Linked DNA regions of Mus musculus: all the other regions are linked to region 2. Evidence: chromatin contacts called from public HiChIP or PLAC-seq data. All regions are on one chromosome and are shown on one strand. Each heading gives the region's core, a stretch centred on a gene start, on an enhancer-like site or on the middle of the called end of the contact. The rest is flanking DNA. Distances are from core to core; before and after follow the strand shown.

Region 1 (2,700 bases), core at 90-2,589, 160 kb before region 2:
TGTAGTCTTTAGACATTTATAGATGAGTAACATTAGGCCCAAAATCCATTTGAGATTTTTTTAACCCAAAGCTCTCGATGGTCCCAGTGTGGAATGTAAAGTAAATTCATTATCTTTTCATTCCTCTGTTCATCTACCAATTAAGCCATTCATCTATCTACCAATCAATATACCCAACTTTAGTCTCTCTATCCATCAACTGAGTCCCTTTCAACAGAAGACAAGTTCCCCACCTTCTGGGTGTCATTCTGAATGAACTTTGAGGACCAGGGCTGGTCTCCTTGTTGTGAGGCTAGGAAGAACCCTCCCCGACTATAGTTTATCTTCCTGTTTCCTGCCAACTCCCACTTCCTGGCTTCCTGTCTCTCAGGCACCTTCTGGGATCAAGCCCTGGCTTGCTCCTGCTGTTGGATGTCTCACCTATAAAGTGAGGAGAGTGGTGACAGTGATGCACACATCACACGACTGCTTTGATGACTCAAGGAGGCATTCTGTGTAAAATACTCCATATAATGAACATACAGCTAAGTGTCGCTAGTGCTGATCCTTCCCAATGCACCGCCTCCATCTCTAACTCAGCACTTTATGCATGGAACAACTATCTGTGTATGCTTTTGTTTAACCTCTGAGAGTGCATGCATCCTAAGGGTAGGGCATTTCTTCTCATCATGCTGTGGTTTTAGTACTTAGGATGATGCCTTGTGGATACTGGCCGGGTCCTCAGTAAATATTTGAAAAATTGGTATAAGAAAGAAAGAATTGATAGGTGGATGGATGGATGGATTGATAGATAGCTAGGTAGATAGGTAAGTATATGGGTGGAAGAATGGAGAAGACAACCTTTTATAAGCCAAGGATAGAGGCCTACAACACATCCTTCCCTCACTGTCCTAGAAGAAGCTAGCCCTGTGATACCTTACTCGCAGACTTTGGCCTCTAGAAACAAAGACACCCCACATCTGCTATGTTATGTTGTCATATTATGTCAGTTCCCATATGAGCTACATCTAGGTGTGAACTCCTAGAATCTGTCTTCCCCCAGTATGGGCTGAACAATACTCATGGCTGTAGGACAGCCACATTTAATCATTTATGAGAGCAGAAATGTAGAGGCCGCTCAGAGTTCTTGGAAGGTGGGAGAAGACCACAGCTCTGAGGCCATGCGGCATTATACTGTGATGATGGCAGCCAGTTATGCAGCTCCCCAGAGCCTGATGTCCTGAGTTGCTCCCTCCATCTGGGGCCTCTGCTTTGGCTGAGTCTCAGAACCCCTAGAGGTCTTGGAAAGGGCAGTTCCCAGGATTCCACCAGGCAAAGCTCTCAGGTCCTGGAGGGCAGGGCTGAAGCTCTTCAGTAAAGCAAACTCTGCGGGGGCTGGATGTGGTCTGCTTGAACAAGGACCAGCATTCTCTAGCATGAAAGGCTCAGCTTTAAAGAAAGTACAATACAAAAGCACTAAGATCTAAAGAGGACTCCATCTGCTCAGGCTATTTCTGGAATCCTAAGACTCTGTTCATTTACTTAATCACTAATTTGATATTTTAAAAACTTGTCCCGATTCTTTCTCTCCAATAATAAAACATTGCCATTCTCTGTGTGCTCTGAAATTCTGTTCAGGGCTAATTAACATAACTTACTTAATATGAATCTAGATGGTAATAGAATAAATCAAATCTGTAAGCATGCTGTGTTTTAAAGGAACTTCACTTCAGCCTGAAGGAAGGAATATTCTGGATTCTGTGAGGCCTGGAGAATCACCAACTTCATGATCCTCAGACAATAGTCATCTCCATGACACCTGGTATGAAGGCTCTTCTTGGTTGTCAACTTGTCTACATCTGGAATGAACAAAAATCCTACAATTGAGGGCACACCTCTGAGGGATTTTTTTTTTTTTTTGCTTAATTTGAAGTAAGTAGATTCATTTCTAATCCAGACCTTTTATGTAGAAAGACATATACCTTTAATCCAGATTTTGAGGCAGGCATACCTTTAATCTGGGACCCACCTTCTTCTGAAAGCAGAACATGAAGGAACAAAAGCTTTTGCTCTTTGCCTGCTTGCTCTTGCCTTGCTAAGAAGTCAATTTCATCACTGGTGTTAGAGTCTACTTCAGAATTCCAGTGTGTTCAGAAAACCATCTGAGACGTCCAAACTCACAGACTGAGGAACTACTGGATTCTTGGACTTTCCATTTACTGCCAGACATTGTTGGATTAACTGGTTTGCAGCCTGTAAATCACTCTAATAAATTATCTATCTATCTATCTATCTATCTATCTATCTATCTATCTATCTATCATCTATCTACCTATCTAGTAATGAACATATTCATTCTATAAGTTTTGTTACTCTAGAGAACACTGACCAGTCCACCCAGATAACAGTCACCTTTATAATACCCGGAGAACAGTCAACTCCATGATATATGAAGAAACTCAACTCCTTGATACAGTCATAAACAGTCACTGACCTGTTGTGTCCAGATGCCACCCACTGGTGTTCTCCCTGTCTAAGTGAAAGCCGTGTCTCTGAAGCTGAAGTTCCTCTTCAGAGTCCCCTAAACTGGCAAATATCCTGGAGCAAGTGGGAAACAATTTGTAAAAGTTGAATAATGAATAACCATCATATGAATAAAAAGAAAGAAAGGAGGAAGCAAAGATAGTAATGGCCAAACACAGGAAAATGTGCACTCTTAGA
Region 2 (2,700 bases), core at 79-2,578:
CAACAGCTCCTCTCTTAATTTCAAGAAAGTTGATAATTAAATGTTATGTAACTCTTTGACCATGTAAAGTTTGGGTTTTTTTTTTGTTTTGTTTTGCTTTTGTTTGTTTATTTTTTCCTGAGATATAAGTTTATCATGGGGGCGGGGGTGGGGGAGAGGGACACTGGCTCTTTGTGGTTAGTGTCAAATTACTGCCCACAGATTGGAACCACAGGAGTATTGGGGAAAGCTGATTTTAAAACAGGCAGGACTGAGAAACAGATAAGTTGCTATGATCTCCGGGCAGAAAATTAGGTTTGTAAGAAAATTTACAACTACTTCTTACAGGGGCTTAGGAAACAGGGACAAGATGAATCTCCCAAGGAGGATGGAGAGAGTGAGACTGTAGCCGACAGCAGCCACGGGGTACTGGGTTCCTGAAAAGAAAGCTGGCGATGGATGGGAAGGACAGCAAGAGAAATAAGGAGCCAAGACCAAGTTCTCTGATCAAGGTTCAACTTTAATTCTTGAGTCTGAATTTTTAAAGGGGGGGAAATCCATCCCCCTCTTTGCCAGGATCTCCTTCCTGCTTTGTCAGCATCTCGTCAGGAAAGCAAGCTCAGCTGCTCAGCAGGTGGTGGCTTCTTGCAGGAAGCTGCAGATGTGGCAGGACAATAGACTTCACCTCGGTCAGAAGACTCCATCCTAGGGGAGATAACCAACTGTGGCAGACAAGGTCTGATTCAGCCCACACAAGGCTAAGGGAGGGCACAGTTCCTCCCTTTTTATTAAGAATTAGCTGGACTGGGGCATAAGATTTACTTTTCCATGGTTCAGCCTGGGAATTATGGTGGCTGGCGGCCATGCCTGGCTTAGGACTGAGCCTAGACTCTCTCTTACCCGTCTGGGAGAAAAGAAAAACATGGCTCCATGTTTATTTCCTCTTACCTCGGATCAGCACACACACCTTTGGCTCACAGGCTTTGCTCCAGACCAATTCCCTCTTCAGCTGGGTTTGGGGGTGGCCAAGACCTCCAGCGAGAAAGACATTATCTGTCAGCCCATCATGTTGTTTAGAGTCAGGGGAGGCTGCTAGGTTACTGTCTGAATTAGGGTTTCCACTGCTGTGAACAGACACCATGACCAAGGCAACTCCTAAAAAGAACATTTAATTGGGGCTGGCTTACAGGTTCAAAGGTTCAGTCCAGTATCATCAAGGCGGAAAGCATGGCAGCTTCCAAGCAGGCATGGTGCAGGAGGAGCTGAGAGTTCTACTACACCTTCATCCAAAGGAATCCAGGAGCCGACTGGATGCCATGTGGCTAGCAGGAGGGTTTCAAAGCCCACCCTCACAGTGACTCACTTCCTCCAATAAGGCCACACCTACTGCAACAAGACCACACCTCCCAATAGCACCACTCCCTGGGTTAAGCATATTCAAACCACCACAGTGACCCTCCAGGAGAACATCAAAATAGATACTTTATAAAGAGTTTGGGGGAGAACCTCACCCTTGCCGGCCCTGAAGGATACCTGCCAGGTTCTGAGAGGAATAGTCAAGTCACACAATTCACCTGGAAATAGAGTCTCTGGTGAGTTAGAGCCCAGCAGATGAACTGAAGGTGGAATTCTAGTCTGGCAAATCTGCAGGGCCGTGGGGGAAGGCATCAAGGTGTGCATTCTGCACAAGGCCTGGGATACTGATTAAGTCCCTAGAGCATCTCTGTGTGAATGAACGTTCCTGCCCAGCTTGCCAAGGCACGGCTGCTCATGCTGTCTGAGCTTAGGTTCTCTGTTGGGTATGTGTTTGTGTTGGGTTCTTGAGTAGCTATGGAAAGTGGGATGTGATTTTCTTCTTTAATAAACAATTTAAAAACAATTTCCAATTGTTTGTTTGGTTGGTTGGTTGGGTTTTTGTTGAGACAGAATCTCTTTATTATGTAGCTCTGGCTACCCCAGAACTCACTCTGTAGACCAGGATGGCCTCAAACTCACTTAGATGCCCTTACATCTGCCTCCCAAGTGCTGGCATTAAAGGTGTGTACTAACACACCTGACTAAATATTTCCAAGTGTAATTAAGGACATAATTTACTTTCTGATCCCCACTTGTTTTGCAAGGACTGTCTCTGCTCACCCACTTCCCCACTCACACACACACACACACACACACACACACACACACACACACACACACACACAGCTATATGATATCCATTTAAGGTCAGAGAATCAGCCCTGGATGTCATTTCTCAAGCACCATTCATCACACTTGTGAGACAGGGTCTCTTACTGGCCTGGAACCCACCAGGTGTTAGGCTTGCTGGCCAAGGAGGGTCCAGGATCAGCTTGTCTCTGCCTCTACAGTGTTAGGATTGCAAGCACAGGCCCCCACCCTGGCTTTTGCGTGAGCTCTAGGGCTGAAGACCAAGAAAACTTCTTTACCCCTAAGCCCTCTCCCCAGCACCCCCTAATTTCTGAAGGCTGATCCATCCTGGGCAAGTTTGGCCTTGCTGGGGTGTGTCTTGTGAAAATGAAGAAGCACCCAGGAGAAGCAGTTGGGAGCATCCTCACCGAATCTGTTGGTTTTTATTGCTCCCAGAAGTCTGACATCTTGTTATTGGTAAAACTCTCGAGATGGAAAAGTTATGGTTGCTATTAACAGCCATGAGCCATGACTGCAAGAGAGAGAGAGAGAGAGAGAGAGAGAGAGAGATTTCTC
Region 3 (2,700 bases), core at 141-2,640, 180 kb before region 2:
TGCTCAGTCAGGCATCGCCGAGCAAAGCAATGAATCCAGCGAGCACAGCTCTATTATTAAGACGCAGGTGAAATATGGGCAGTGGGAAGCTCACCTGATCCAGCAAAGGGTTTGAGAGGAGAGAAAGATGACTGGGATGCACACATTGGAGTGGGGTACTGTCAGAAGAAGCCCAGGCTGACTGTACAGGAATCACCATATCCCCAGAGGGAATTTATCCAGAAAATGCCAGTTTTAGCCTCACTAGCTTAGGTTACAGCCATCGTTAGCACAACAGAACATGAAAACACTACTTACAATGTTTCTCTAGGACACACACACTCTCTCTCTCCTGCCTCCCCCCCTTCCTCCCTGACCCCCTGTTGCATGCACTGGTGCACGTTCTGGTGTGTGCACTTTGCGTGTGTGTACATCTAGATGACAGAGGACAATGTCCCATGTCCTGCTCCATCACTCTTTGCTTTATTCCTTTGACACAGGCAGGTCTGTCACTGACTCTTGAGCTAGACCGGTAGCCAGTTAGGCCTGGTCATTCTCCTGTCTCTGCCCAGTACTCCCTTGCCCTAATGTTGGTGTTAAAGCCATGTGGAGGCCATGACTGACTTTTTACATCAGTGCTGGGATCTAAATTCAAATCCTCATGCCTTCCCAGAAACCACTCTTTCTCACCGAGCCATCTTCCCAAACTTCAACACTGCATGATTATTAACATGTTTTTAAGTTTTAGTTTTATTTTTAAATATGGTATGTATATGTATGTGTATAGATGCAGTTTGTGAGTGTGAACAGAACGCTGTTTGAGGTCACAAGTGGTTATTGGGTCCCCTGAAGCTGGGATAATAGTTGTGATCTGCCCAAGGTAGGTATCGAAAACCAAGCTCAGGCCGTTTGCAAGAGCAGCAAATGTACTTAACCACTGACCCATCTTCCCAGCCCCATGGCTCTTAATGCTTCTCAGAGATGTTATAGTTGAGTTTATAGGAAGACACAGTCACTCTCATTTAAGGCAGGAACACTGACAGGAAGGGGTTAAGTGAGACACTCCCTTAAGAGGGACCAGCTCTGGGGCCAGTCCTGCAGCTGGACTTGGAACACAGCATCATTGTTTCCCCTGCCTGAGAAAACTGGGCATCCCCAGGGCTCCGCCCCTCCATCCCAACTGCTCTGAGAACTGCAAGAAAGCATTTCTTTCTTTTTTTTATTGAAAAGCCCTAATGCACTTTTTGAGAAAACCATTTTTGAAAGGTTCCTTAAAAGGAAAATTGATGGAGGTAATCATTTTCCTTTCAAAGCTCCAGACATCTGCTGGGCTTGCAGATTGTCACAGTCCGGGCCTCGCACCGTATCTCTGTGGACTATACTCAGCTGGAGCCAGGGGACATCATTTGTCATGTTCCATATCTTAGAGTTCCGCTGTTGCATATTTAAGGGCCAACGTTTCCACAAGACACACGCCACACATGAAGGAGGCCAGGAGGGAGTTCAGCATCGGTGTCATTATTTCTTCTCCTCAGGAGCTGTGCTTCAGGGTCTCTGCGTCCTATGCCGACCACTGAGAAAGCATTGGGCAGACAGCTTGTAAATTGTGTCTGCCAACCTCCCCCACGGAATGTCCATTACTTCTTGTCAGGAAAAAAAATCCTGTGTGGATTCTCTTCCTCTTCTTCAACTCCGTTCTGCTCATTCTGTTCTGTCACTGACCAATGGAGACACAGTAAAGTGTGATGCAGAAGCATGAGGTCTTGAAGACTAAAATGAGCAACAGGCTGTTTGCCAAAGCAGAGGGGCACCATGCCTAGCGGTGCCAGAAGCTGATGTGATTCTCTTTAGGCAAGTGGACAGTAATCCTTCCTCAGCAAATCTTTCCAAAGCCCACATGAGGAACACATATATATAGCCTTCACCCAGGCATCAAGAGGGCTTGGAAAGTCCCCTAAGCTTTAGTCTTCCCAATAAATCCAGCCCTGGAGGACAGAGGGCAGTCCTGCTTCCAAGCCACTGCTGAGGTCCTTGTCTCCTATGTGGGTAGAGTTTTCAGGCAGAGGAGAAACTCTCAAGGGCTGTTCTTTATCAGCTACCTCAGCTCTTGCTGTTTGGCAGCAGTAAGCAGCATCAGCAGACAGGTGAATATAGAATAAGTGGTACTCCACAGAGTTACAATCTACTTACAGCTTCAGGGTGGCAGGGTTAGTGGGACTCCTCAGCCCTTCAGTGATACAGTGTCTGGGGGGGCATAGAGTCCTGGGGCCATTAGCTGCTAGTATTATAGCTCTTGAGTGGATCTAGGCCTTGATGATAGGTAGCGTTACAGCTCTTAGGTCTAGGATGTCTGAGACCTTTGACCTTAAAGACTTGACGTCTCGCTGGAACTCTTCCTGGGACCAAAGCCTCCAGTTTCACTTCTCTGGTGCTTTATAGCTCCCTGTCCTTCTCCAGCCTTAGGCTTCCTTCTCTCACCTTCTCTGTACCTCCACCCATCTCTCCTGTTCCTGTCCTGGCAGCTCCCTCAAGTAGTTCAGCTGACTCTTAGTTGCTGTTGCTGCTGCCTCTGAGGTAGTTAGTTGAGCATCTGGCCTGTTTTCCCGCTTCCCTTGCAGCTATCAACGTGGTTAGTGGCTCTGCTGCTTTTACAGCTGGACTCGGGAGTCTGCTTTTTCAGCTGTTAAGCAACCAGCTGTTCTGCTGCTTTGGTGGCTTGGC

Evidence for each region. HiChIP or PLAC-seq counts read pairs in DNA pulled down with a chosen protein or histone mark.
Region 1: a contact with region 2 is called in an H3K27ac HiChIP or PLAC-seq map of neural progenitor cells, with 9 times the contacts expected there. The contact joins the enhancer-like site here to the promoter of Platr5 in region 2. A contact is called at or near these places in 1 of 39 promoter capture datasets (liver), 1 of 15 datasets of contacts at CTCF or cohesin (embryonic stem cells), 19 of 484 Hi-C or Micro-C datasets (the C2C12 cell line, embryonic stem cells, gonadal supporting cells and 7 more), 10 of 115 datasets of contacts at active chromatin or transcription factors (bone marrow-derived dendritic cells, embryonic basal ganglia, embryonic stem cells and 4 more) and 1 of 9 other capture datasets (embryonic stem cells).
Region 3: a contact with region 2 is called in an H3K27ac HiChIP or PLAC-seq map of oligodendrocyte precursor cells, with 5 times the contacts expected there. The contact joins the enhancer-like site here to the promoter of Platr5 in region 2. A contact is called at or near these places in 1 of 39 promoter capture datasets (liver), 1 of 15 datasets of contacts at CTCF or cohesin (embryonic stem cells), 10 of 484 Hi-C or Micro-C datasets (the C2C12 cell line, cerebral cortex, cortical neurons and 6 more), 9 of 115 datasets of contacts at active chromatin or transcription factors (embryonic stem cells, kidney, oligodendrocyte precursor cells and 2 more) and 1 of 9 other capture datasets (embryonic stem cells).

What each region holds. Positions count from the first base shown.
Region 1 is chr1:88,915,395-88,918,094 of GRCm38.p6, reverse strand. No RefSeq gene overlaps it. Among named protein-coding and RNA genes, the nearest start is that of 1700067G17Rik, 99 kb to the left of the region's middle. Within about 2 kb of position 1,339, at least 4 of the 459 cell types and tissues checked have an H3K27ac peak or open chromatin away from gene starts, as enhancers often do. A contact at or near this core is called in neural progenitor cells, where this site is marked.
Region 2 is chr1:88,753,518-88,756,217 of GRCm38.p6, reverse strand. It overlaps Platr5 (pluripotency associated transcript 5), which reads right to left and starts at 1,328. Exons shown (of 3, transcript NR_040493.1): 1 at 1,260-1,328; 2 at 928-1,134; 3 at 485-684.
Region 3 is chr1:88,935,936-88,938,635 of GRCm38.p6, reverse strand. No RefSeq gene overlaps it. Among named protein-coding and RNA genes, the nearest start is that of 1700067G17Rik, 79 kb to the left of the region's middle. Within about 2 kb of position 1,390, at least 26 of the 459 cell types and tissues checked have an H3K27ac peak or open chromatin away from gene starts, as enhancers often do. A contact at or near this core is called in neural progenitor cells and oligodendrocyte precursor cells, where this site is marked.